Regions from separate parts of the Sus scrofa genome. Here regions 1, 2 and 3 are each linked to region 4. Evidence: chromatin contacts called from public Hi-C and HiChIP or PLAC-seq data. All regions are on one chromosome and are shown on one strand. The core of a region is the stretch at or near the end of the contact, and the rest is flanking DNA. Distances in the headings are between cores, read along the strand shown. Region 1 holds the start of SYPL1 (synaptophysin-like protein 1). Region 2 holds the start of ATXN7L1 (ataxin-7-like protein 1). Region 3 holds the start of NAMPT (nicotinamide phosphoribosyltransferase). Region 4 holds the start of CBLL1 (E3 ubiquitin-protein ligase Hakai).

Region 1 (2,700 bases), core at 98-2,597, 1.5 Mb after region 4:
CAAAATTTAAAAAAAATAAAATAAAAGAGTAAGCAGAAAAACTTGGATTATCACTTACCAGTGGTCTCAGATGCACTGGGTACCAATGTATGTTACTTTCCACTGATTCTGCCTTGAGGGGCATCTCTGATGCCTTTTTGTTTAGAAAGAGGAATCTGCCATCATTCACTAGGTGCCCACTGAACATAAATAAGGCTGTGCTGAGGACTGAGAAGTGGAAGTCAGGATAAAAAGAGTAAGAGTGTGGACCAGAAAATTGAAATACATTCTTTGCACTCTCTGGGAAGCAAGTAAGTAGGTAAACCAGTCTCAGATGAGAAAGGATTAGCTTCCTAGAAAGACAGTCAATAAGAGCGGAATGACTTCAATCGCAAGGAACCTGCTAATTCATAGATCACTGCTCAGACGTTGGTAGGAGATTCTACTGTGCGAAATTCCTTTCTTCTCCATGTATTGCTACATGGTGTTAGCCATCTTACCATACACGCCAAGCCGCCAGCATTCCAGCTCTCCAATCTTCCTAGATTTGGGGGAAGGCAGTAAGGAGATCATTACTTCGGGGCTCGGATAACTGGATGCCAGGAAGTGTCACCCAAGGCGACTCTTGAAGGGAAAGCAGGAATTAGTCTTCCGTAGAAAGACTCCAAGAGCTTCCCACGCGGAGAACTTAATGGACAGGGTAGGACAGGTGGGTAAGCCATTTTCTGGTAGGTATAACCTTTCTCCTACATCTCTCAAGCCTAACTCCAAAGATGGCTTTGACAAAGTTAATTTCCATAAGAATATTTGGTGAATGACGCTTCTGACAGAGATACCCTACACTTCTGTCGCTCAAAGTCCGTTGTTCTGCAATAACTTTCCACCAGTTTGACAACAGGTCCCTAACACCAGCCTTGAAATGCGGCTTCATCTGTGTCAATATTTTTTTAAATCCACCTAAAAGTTGGGAACTGTGGCGGTAAGCCGGAGGAAAAGAACTTGGTACGGCGAGGTGGTGAGACCACGAAGCGGAAACTTGGGCTGGGCGCGAGGTAACGGCCCCCGCTACGCAGGCGCAGGGTGGGGGCACGCATGCGCGACAGAAACCCGAACGCCGGGGGCAGGACTTGAGGGAAGGGGGCGCGGCGCAAGCAGCATGGCGTCCAACATCTACTTGGTTCGCCAGAGGATCAGCCGGCTGGGCCAGGTGAGGCCCAGGGAGGCACCGCCCCTTCCCTGCCCCTGCCCCGCCCCCGCCTCCCGCGGCCGCCCCTCCTTCTCTCCGCCCCAGCGCTTCGGCCAGCGGCTCAACCGCCGCCGCCCCGCCCCGCGGCCTCCCAGGTCCGCCTCCCAGGCCGCCTCCCAGGCCCGCCTCCCGGAGCCCGCCCCGCCTGCCCTTCCTCGCGGCCTGGCTGCTGGTCTCGTCCGTCCCCCTCCTCCTCCTGTCCGCCGTCCTGACTCTTTCCCTCCTTCCCTCAGAGGATGTCCTCCTTCCAGCTCAACCTCAACCCGCTCAAGGAGCCGCTCGGCTTCATCAAAGTCCTCGAATTGGTGAGTGCAGCCCGCTCCGGCGAGGCGGGGAATCGCGCCTCCGCGCCCGCTCCTGCTGCCACTACAGCCGGCCAGCGCCCTCGGCTGGGAGGTGGCGGGGGCGGGGCGGCGCCCCGGGATCCCAGACGCCGCCCCGCCCGGGCGGACCCCTAAGCTGCCGTCGTCCCCGGGACGGGACGGGAAGGGTCGGGACTGCACGCACGGGGAGGGGACGGTGGCCGCGGCCTGGGCCCGCGCGGGGCGGGGACGATGCGGTCGCGACGAATCACGGGTGCCTCGGCTGCGTCCGGCCGGGGGGAGCCGCCCTCCCACACCCAAGCTCACCTCGGTGTCCCGGGGGAGTGGTGCTTCAAATTTCTCTTTGGCTTCACTGCTTCCCGCAAGGGAAGAGAAAACTTCCTGTTGCGGTCTAACCGAAACCCGACGGACCGAAGTCGCTTTGCGGCCGGCGGTGCCTCTGTACCCGGGTGGAAAGGGTCAGCCTGTGTGTTGCTGCCCTGGGCTAACTTGAGGCCACGCTCCTTCGAAAGCTAGTGCGCCTTCCCAAAGTGATTTGACGAGCTCTCAGTTAATTTGCTTTTAAGATTGCCTCTAAGTTAAATATGGATAAAAGTAAACTGTGGGTCAGGGAAGCGGACGGGGGTAGGGGAGTAGGGGAGAGGGTCTTTGAACAAAACGTGTTCTTGATAGTCTGATCCACTTAAACACAAGTTAGGAATCGCCATCAAATTTATTTGGGGTATTTCCCAGCAACATCCTGCAGTCAGGGAACACTCTCAATCATTAACATCAAAGGAGATTTATTACTTCGACCTTGGTAATGATCAGTCACTGCGGAGGAGTTAGTGAATGCACCAGGCACTGCACATTACCTTCAGACTTCGTGGCCTAGCCCGTGTTCCAGGGCTGGTTTTTAGGCCTGTATTAATAGGCAGCTGGCGTCTGTACAGCGTGCAGGCAAGTTGCTTTTACAGCTAGCCGTATTTACGTCCGTAACTCTTCAACCCCATATTTTAGTGATAAACTGGTGAAGGGTAAGAACTTCTGATTCCCCGTTTTAAATAACCTGCCGAGGATGTTTCTTAAAGTAACACGGAAACTCAACTTTTCTAATTGGGTACTCAGTCTGATCTCCTTCCTACCCAAAGTTTCCTATGTTTCTCCCCAGTT
Region 2 (2,700 bases), core at 30-2,529, 1.5 Mb after region 4:
GACCCTATGGGGCCCTCCCAGGACCACCCCCCTCCCAATGCCCTCTGCCTGCCTCTTGTTTGTATAAAAGCCATAGTGTCCCAGGTCTCCCTTGAGTCATAAAAGCCTGGCTCAAGAATTAATTTGAGGGTGGGGTGGGCACACCTGCAGCATATGGAAGTTCCTGGGCCAGGGATAGAATCTGAGTTGCAGCTGTGGCAATGCTGGATCCTTAACTCACTGCACCAGGCCAGGGATCAAATCCACACCTCTGCAGCTACCTGCGTCTGAGCCACTGCAGAGACAATGCCAGATCCTTAGCCCACTGTGCCCCAGCAGGAACTCTATGAGAATTAACAATTGGAAGGATGTGAACATATCTGACAAAAGTAGCAGTTGGGCCAGGAGAAGTGGTAACAATTTAAATAGCAAATCAGCCATATGGCAGTCACAGAATCTTTAGTTCCTCCCCCAAGTACCTAGATAACAGTATCTGGTGCACATTTCCTGAGCTATGCTAAAACCCCCACCAAATGGAAGAAGTTAATTATGTGATGACCATGAGCACATAGTCCCCAGTCTGGCTGGAGCCTAAGGATTGGTAATGTTAACCCCTGTGACACCATCCTGTTCACTCACCATCAACCAATCAGAGAATCTCGTGCACAAGCTGACCACATACCCTGCAACCCCTCAACTTGCCTTTCAAAATGCTTCCCTGAACTCTTCCAGGAGTTTGGGGGTTTTGAGCATTAGATGCCCTGGACCCTTGCCTGGTGCCTCACAATGGAAAGCCGGTACTTTCCTCTACCACGACCCCCTGTCAATAGAATGGCTTTACTGCCTGGAGGCAGTTGGACCCCAGTTTGCTTCTGTAACACTTCTTGCTTTTAGAACAAAGGGCAGGGGTCAAGACTGCAAAGAGGGAGCCCCGTGAGGACAAGGGCTACAGGAGAGTGGATTCCACAAGTTTCTGGATGGGAAGGTCCCAGATGGCCAGACCCAGAGAAAATGGGGGCTCCCAGGAGGCGTCCCCTCCAGTCCAGCCAAGTGGTGGCCACCCAGGAGCAAGCTCAGGCTCTGGCAGCCCTGGGCGGTTTTTCTCTTTTACAAAAACGAAAGGGAGAGAAATGGCTCTGAATGCTGGCCTGGCTCCCAGAACCCAGGCCGCGGGGGGGAAAAATGGAAACAGCTGCTCACCAGAGGGCTCGGGCTCTGCTGGAGCAGATCTGCGCAGACTCGGGTGGGAGGCGGAGCCTCAGGCGCTGGGTCTTTCAGTGGCGACAACCACGCCCACTTCAGCCCTTCAGGCCTCAGCTCGCACGTGGTGAGTGTAGCAAGATCCCTGGGCTAGCAGTTCAAGGGCTGGCTCAACTAACTAGTTTGCTCATCAGAGCATGAGTTAGTGACTCACGGTCCCCAGGGCCCACTTGGACCCTCCGAGCCTCAGAGAGCTTTGGCTGGGATGACTCAGACCGCTCTCTCGCCCTGGTCCTCGCCGTCTCCATTGCCAAGAGCACGGAGAAACACCCCCTGCAGGGCGCCACCCGCCCCCACCTAGATTTGCCTGCCGCCCGGGAGGCCTCGCCTTGCCTCCTGCAGGTTTCAGGTCCTCAGCGGTTCCTGGACGAACAGGTACTTAAGCAGTATTTATCGCTTGGTTAATAAAGAGCCCTGGTCAGAGCTGGCTTTGGGGCCCACGAATCCGGGTTCCTCTTGGAGCTGCGTGTCCCCGCCTCTTCAGGGCTCAGCTTTCTCGGGTGTAAAATGTGGCTAATACTTCACAGAGCGGATGGATGGGTGCGTTAAACCGAGGAACATATGGCAAGCGGGAGGGGGCCGATAAATGAGAGTTTTCTTTTCCTGAGCGACTAGGAATCCTTGATCACTTCCCTCCAGAAGGAGGGCAGGAAGCCAGCTGAGCCTGTCGGGGCAGGGGCCTTCTTGGTTTTTAGGGTTACATCTGTCACCATGATGAGAGCGGATGGCACATCTGCAGGGCTCACGCTTAGCTGGGGGTAAGGCCTTCTCCTGCGGCTGTTGCCCCAGAAGGGGGGCGACAAGGTGAGCCCCGCCCTCCAGAAGCATCTGTTCTCTCAGCCATTCACCCCGCTCCTCCTCCACTCCCCCAGCTTCTCACCTGTTGGCCCTTTGGAGGAAGGGGAGGGCTAGGCCTTGCAGAATAATGCTTCTGGAACAGTGGAGGGTTTTCAGAGCCTGTTGAGGGGAGCAGGAATTTTAACCCCTGATTGACCTAAATATACACAAGCCTCAGGGCAATTCCTTCTAGTGGGACTCCACATTTCAGTCACAGCAAGGCTGAGGGAGGTGCATATCACTTTAGAGTTTACCCAGCACACTCAGGTACATGATTTCTTGTGATGCTCACCACAAATCCAGAAAGCAGACAGGCAGGGAGTCCTGTGCTTCTTTTTACAGACAAAAGCATTGAGTCCCAGAGAGGTTGAACAGTTTTCCCAAGGTCACACAGCTTATTACTGGAAAGACTGGAACTCATTCCCTCTAGACTTGGTGCTCTCCAGGCCAGGCTGGAGGGAGCCGTTGTTCAGCCTCATGCATTGAGTTTGGAAAGATATTTTACACACACACACACACACACACACACACACACCATGGGCTAAAAGGCACCACCATGCAGGGCCTTCTGCACAGAAGGGGAGCACTGGTCGTTTCAGCCCCACCTGAAAATTCCTTTCATCA
Region 3 (2,700 bases), core at 115-2,614, 1.3 Mb after region 4:
CACAGCCTCCACACCCCCCCCGCATAAAATGAGACTTCCACTAGCTTGAACTACAATCTATAAAGTTCTTCCAATTTTCATTAAATTCCCTTTCCCCAGCAACTTCTATCTTGTAAAACCTAAATCTAAAAAAATAAAATAAAAACACAAGCAGCTGCTGATCCCAGAGACAAAGGGAATCTTGGTTTTACTCAAAAATACAACCACGTATGAGAACTGCGCAAATGGATGGTTTGCCTTTGGATGAAGTCATCCGACGTCGTTTCACTTCGTTTTTTGCTTTTTTTTTCCAAGTTGCCAACCCGTTTCCCAAGATTGAGCAATTATAATGATAAAAGTCAGTCTCGCACCTTGTCAAAGACTTGGCCCTTTGCCGTATACTTCTCAGCAATATTAGATTCAGCGAGTTCTTATCCTCTCATTATCTGTGAGGACTGAATTCAGCCCCCAACTTTGGGCGCAGGCTATTTTATCGGGGAAAGTCAAAACCTCCCCAAGAGGATCAAAGGGCTCAGCCACTGAGCCGGAGGAAAGCGAGGGCGATGCGTCAGATTATAAAGCGGCTCCTCAGCTCTTTTTATTCCTCACTTCAGCTGTTCAGATTTTAAAGAGAGGGTTAGGAGGACCAGAAGGGACTCAAGGGATGGAGGCAAAAGGTTCCATCCTTAATCCAAGCCAGAGACAAAGGTGAGTAACTGCGCGAGGGGAACGGGAAGATGAGCAGAGGGAGGCTCCTCGGCCCCCAGCCGGGTGGCGTGACTTCAGGAGGACTCTGAAAAAAGGGCCAGGACTGGGTAGGACAGGAATGTGCCAGCGGGACAGGCGAACCGGCTAATCGCAAGAGTGGCGAGCCTGGGAACGCCCCCTCCCGGCCCCGCCCCGCTGCGCGGGGCCGAGAGACGTAAGCCAGGCGGGCGCCGGGGTCACGGGCCAGGGCAGCCCCGCAGCCTCAGGCTTCCCGGGGTGGGCGTTTCCGAGAAAGAGCGCGTGCCTCACGTCCTCCCCGCCCAGCCCCGCCCCCTGCACGCTGCGCACGCGCGGCCGCGCCCCGCCCCTAGCGTCCCCGCCGGGGCGATGGGGCGGGGGCGGGGAACCGGGGTGAGGAGATCGCCGGAGTCCCCTGAGTGTGAGTGCGCTACCGCCTCCGCCGCCGCTCCGACACTGCCGCCACCCTCACCGCGTCACGGCTCCCAGGCCCGCCCTCCTCTGGCCCCTCCTCCCCGCTCCGTTTTCCCCTCCACTCCCCCTCCCCCTCCGACCGAGCGGTGACTTAAGCAACGGAGCGCGGTGAAGCCCATTTTTCTCCTTCCTCGCAGCCGCGCCGGGCAGCCCGCGGCGCGTGGCCCCCACACTCCGGCCCGAGATGAATGCTGCGGCAGAAGCCGAATTCAACATCCTCCTGGCCACCGACTCGTACAAGGTAGAGGCTCGAGGCGGGGGCAGGTGACGGAGGAAGAGAGGGCGCGTCGGGGACGAGCGCGGGGCGGGGTGTCGGGGCTGGGGTCTTGGCGCGAGGCGGCCCCAAGGGAAGGCGCGGACGGCGGTGGCGGCGGGACCGGGCAGGTGAGGCTGGCGCCGCAGTGGCGAGGAGGTGGAGGGAGGAGGGATGGAGGGATGGACGGCAGGAGGCGGGGCCTGGGGGTGCGTGGTCGGAGGTGCGCGGCTAGGGGCTGAGGCTGGCCCGGGCCGGTGCCGCGCGCCCGCCGCCGGGGGCTCGTGCGGGTTTGCGGGCGGCGGGCAGGCTGGGGCGTCACCGGCTGAGCGCACGCCTTCCCCAGGAGCGCGGCCTTTTGGCCCCGGGCCGGGGAGGGCAGGGCCGGCCTGGGCGAGGGCTCGCTGGAGGAGCCGGGTCAGTTAGGTAACGGCCCCTAGGGTTCTGCCGTAGAGACCGGGAACGAGGTTTGAGAAGTGGGGTTTCCCCCGCTGAGGTGTGTCGTGTGAGCCCACCCCCTAAGTGGGAAGGTACGTCCCTTTCCAAGGAAGGGGTGGGCCAGGTTCTTCAGGGGTGCGGGAGCAGCCAGCCACGTTCCTCTGCCTGTGGCTCGGGCGCAGAGGACACTTAGCTATCAGTCTCTGGTCACCCTGATGGATTCCCCCTTCCCACTCCTCTGGGCTCCGTTTCAAACTTCTTTGCTGCTGGTAATCACTCATGCTTCGTATATCCCCTGTTGCGAAAGCCAATCTGCCATTATCCCATTAGGACCACTGCAGGATTTCTGTGAAAAAGAAAGTGAAACACAAGTAGTTAAATGAACTGTAGTTAACCCTAGAGAACTTGTTGAGGGAAAAGCGGCACAACCTTGTGTTACTAAACCTATTGGACCCTTGCACGTATAGCTACCTCGTTTTATTTGAAGCTCATGTACATTAGTAAAAAGGGAAGAGTGATTAGAGACAAATCCGGCAAATGGTTTTTCCCCTAGTATCCAAATTATATGAAGTAAACTGGACTATACTTTGCTGAGAAATTTTGTTAGTCAGGACACCTAAAAGATGAGCTGTCAGCTTGGAAACCCCACTTTCGTAAAATAAATTTTAGTTTTTACTGTGAACAGCACGAGAGTTCAGAATATAGTGATTAAAGCATGACGTTTTTAGTTTGGGGTTTTGTGATTTTGTTGCTTTGGGTTTTTGGGTTTTTTTTTTTTTAATTCCAATAAAGTATTTTGGAGAATCCCATTTTACTTAAGTTTTATATTG
Region 4 (2,700 bases), core at 41-2,540:
ACAGTACCTAACCTCAAAAAGAACATAGACTCAGTGTATCTTGTTTACCATTCCATCTTCAGGCCTTGAAGAGTGTGTGTAAGATACACGTACAAAATTAAGTAGGTAGCTGATGACAGAGGACATCCCGACTAATAGTTAATACTGGAAAAAGCCTTCTCTAAGCCTAGATATAACCATACGGAGCAGTGTCTAACTCCAAAGGTACTCATTCAATATCCAAAAAACACAAGGAAGCAAAAGCCAAAAGACACACAACAAAGAGTGGAGCCATTCTTACTTGGAGAAAAGGATGAGAGTATCTTGATTTTAAGCTCAAGATTGATGGTTAAGGACCACAGCCGAAGAGCGGGGCACGCTTTTGGCTTAAGCAGAAAAGCTGCTCCCGGTATGATTCCGAAAACCATATCCGACTCCCTTCTCCCACCTCTAGTCCATGAAAGACCAAGCGGTGACCACCGCAGCACCCGCCCAAAGCTGACTGAGACAGCAGGAAGTCTCCAATCCACTCTCGCGCAACGACTCCCAGTTCAATGAGGCTTCCCCGACTCCGAGATTGGAATCTACCCGCCAGTCCCCATAACGTAGGGCACGGCACCCAGAATGAGGAAAAAAAGAGCCGGCGCTCTCTCCTCCCCGCGTGGCCTGCGCCGCCCGCTGTCCCAGCTCGGAGCTTAGCAGAAACAGAAAAGGAACGGCTGTTGCCGGCACTGAGGCTGTAGGTACCACACCGGAGGGTAGGCCGGGAAGTAGCAGGCCCTGGCCGGACACGGAAAAGGGTCTGTGAGATTTCTTTTTCCCCGCGACACCTCAGTGCTGTGGGGCGAGCGTAACCCCTCTATGCCGGCTGGGCGACCAGTCCCAGGCCGGCCAAGGGGGCATGGAACCGGGACCCCCACTGCCTCCGCCTCCTTACCAGTGTGATCCATGATTCGGCTCGCGGGGCACAGTGGGAGCGGAAGTCAACGGCGCCGGAGTCGCAGGGAGCGCGTGCGCGCTACCTTCCGGAGCCCGAGAGGCGGAAGTGCGACCAGCTCGCCCAGGCTGGGGCCCTTAAAGACGTCTTCCTCTCTCCTTGGCTAGCCGACTCCGGTGAGAGAGTCAGGCATAGTTCAGGCAGAGCGAGAGAGAAAGAGCGAGTACGCGAAAGGCTACACTGTCGAGACTGCTAAAGCTTCCTCTCATGTGCTTCAAGAGGGAGTAGCCTTTAACTGTGGAATGGAGACCGACCGGAACCTAGGAGGAGGGGAGCAGCAGTAGCCACAGAACTAAGCTCGCGGCAGGTAAAGCGGCCGCCCGCTCCGCAGAGCTTTGCCTTCTGGGATATGTAGTGCGCCGCGACACTGGAGCCGGCCGGGCCCACTGCGCAGGCTCGGCCGTTAGGCTGGCCCCACCCCGGCGGGCGGAGTAACGGTTTGGAATCCCCCTGAGTCCGCGAGCGGAGGTCTCCTCCCCCACGGCCAGGAAAACTGTAAACACGAGCTCTGCGCAAGGCGTTCTCCAGTGGGAGGATGCCCGGGGGAAGGTGGAGCTGTGTGAGGCTCTCAGCAAAGCAAGAAAGGCTCTATGCTTACTGTCTACATTTTGCTTTGTCGTGAAGAACTGCAGAGATCCACGCAGAGCTGACTTGAGTATCAGCCCTGATTCCCACCCATTTCTAACGCTTGATGAGCATTCATTTTCTAGGCAGAACGCTTGTGGGGCTAGGATCCCTCCGAACATCCCGCCTAAGGACTGGATGCAGGGCCAGCTGGAGGGCAGGTGCCATGCAGCCGCTTCTTGTTAGAGGAAAGCGGGGACTCAAGTGCATGGTGGAGCTGAGGGTGAGGAGAGCATGTTAGGGCTGGCCGTAGGGGAGAGGTGAAAGAGGAAAGGCTTAAATGAGGAAGAGATAGCAGCATGGGCAGTACCTAGTTCCAGTTCTTGGTCCCGGGGGTTCGTGGTTGCTGCCGCTTTCATCGTCCTCAGCTGAAACAAAAGGCAGGTGCCCAAGAGGGATTCCTGAGGGCCTTCAGTTGGGTCTCCACTTCCAGGCCCTGGCGCATCTGTGTTCACTCCCTTCTCCACCCTTTCACACTTGACGGTCTTGGATGAGTAGAAAGGAGTGCAATTAGTGGAAAACACAAGCTGGGAGTCCAGGGATTTGGGTTCTATTCTTGTTGTCTCTGGGTGACGACAGCATTACCTCGTGTTATTCAGGCTTTCAATGCCAGAGTTCCTAGATCAGAGATTATCGTATTGATCTTTTAGAGAAGTACTTTTGATCTCATGGAGACAGCAGTGAGTGATGGCTTGGAGCAAAATCTTTAATTCTCCGCTCAGGAATTGAACCTGGGCAGCCTGGATGAAAACCGGGAATCCCAGCCACTAGACTAGCAGAGGCTGAAAGCAGAATTGCCCTGATTCTTGCTCCTTGTTGAAAGCAGAGATTTTAAAGGTATAAAGTTTATTGTTGGAAACAGTACAACATGTGGGAGAGCACACAGAATTTTTTTTTTTTTTTTTTTTTTTTTAAGGCCACACTGGCAGCACATGGAAGTTCCCAGGCTGGGGTTGATTCAGAGCTATAGGTGCCAGACTACACCACAAACGCAGGATCCAAGCCTCATCTGTGACCTAGACTGCAGCTCAAGGCAACACCAGCTCCCCCACCCACTGAGCAAGGCCATGAATCCAACCCATATCCTCAAGGATACTAGT

The links. Hi-C and Micro-C count contacts between places; a contact is called where the count stands out from the background. HiChIP or PLAC-seq counts read pairs in DNA pulled down with a chosen protein or histone mark.
Region 1: a Hi-C map of liver shows a contact between it and region 4, with 8 times the contacts expected there. The contact joins the promoter of SYPL1 here to the promoter of CBLL1 in region 4. A contact is called at or near these places in 2 of 5 promoter capture datasets (fetal liver and liver) and 2 of 47 Hi-C or Micro-C datasets (heart right ventricle and liver).
Region 2: a contact with region 4 is called in an H3K27ac HiChIP or PLAC-seq map of alveolar macrophages. The contact joins the promoter of ATXN7L1 here to the promoter of CBLL1 in region 4. A contact is called at or near these places in 1 of 47 Hi-C or Micro-C datasets (heart right ventricle) and 1 of 2 datasets of contacts at active chromatin or transcription factors (alveolar macrophages).
Region 3: an H3K27ac HiChIP or PLAC-seq map of alveolar macrophages shows a contact between it and region 4. The contact joins the promoter of NAMPT here to the promoter of CBLL1 in region 4. A contact is called at or near these places in 1 of 47 Hi-C or Micro-C datasets (liver) and 1 of 2 datasets of contacts at active chromatin or transcription factors (alveolar macrophages).

Annotation. Positions count from the first base shown.
Region 1 is chr9:105,983,819-105,986,518 of Sscrofa11.1, reverse strand. SYPL1 (synaptophysin-like protein 1) reads left to right here and starts at 1,347. Exons shown (of 5, transcript XM_021063515.1): 1 at 1,347-1,530. The coding sequence starts at 1,462. LOC106504993 (a long non-coding RNA gene) reads right to left here and starts at 1,259. Exons shown (of 2, transcript XR_002335905.1): 1 at 59-1,259.
Region 2 is chr9:105,924,214-105,926,913 of Sscrofa11.1, reverse strand. ATXN7L1 (ataxin-7-like protein 1) reads left to right here and starts at 1,279. Exons shown (of 18, transcript XM_005667724.3): 1 at 1,279-1,614.
Region 3 is chr9:106,160,505-106,163,204 of Sscrofa11.1, reverse strand. It overlaps NAMPT (nicotinamide phosphoribosyltransferase), which reads left to right and starts at 1,364. Exons shown (of 11, transcript NM_001031793.2): 1 at 1,364-1,420. The coding sequence starts at 1,364.
Region 4 is chr9:107,454,851-107,457,550 of Sscrofa11.1, reverse strand. CBLL1 (E3 ubiquitin-protein ligase Hakai) reads right to left here and starts at 1,290. Exons shown (of 6, transcript XM_003357515.4): 1 at 917-1,290. The coding sequence starts at 929.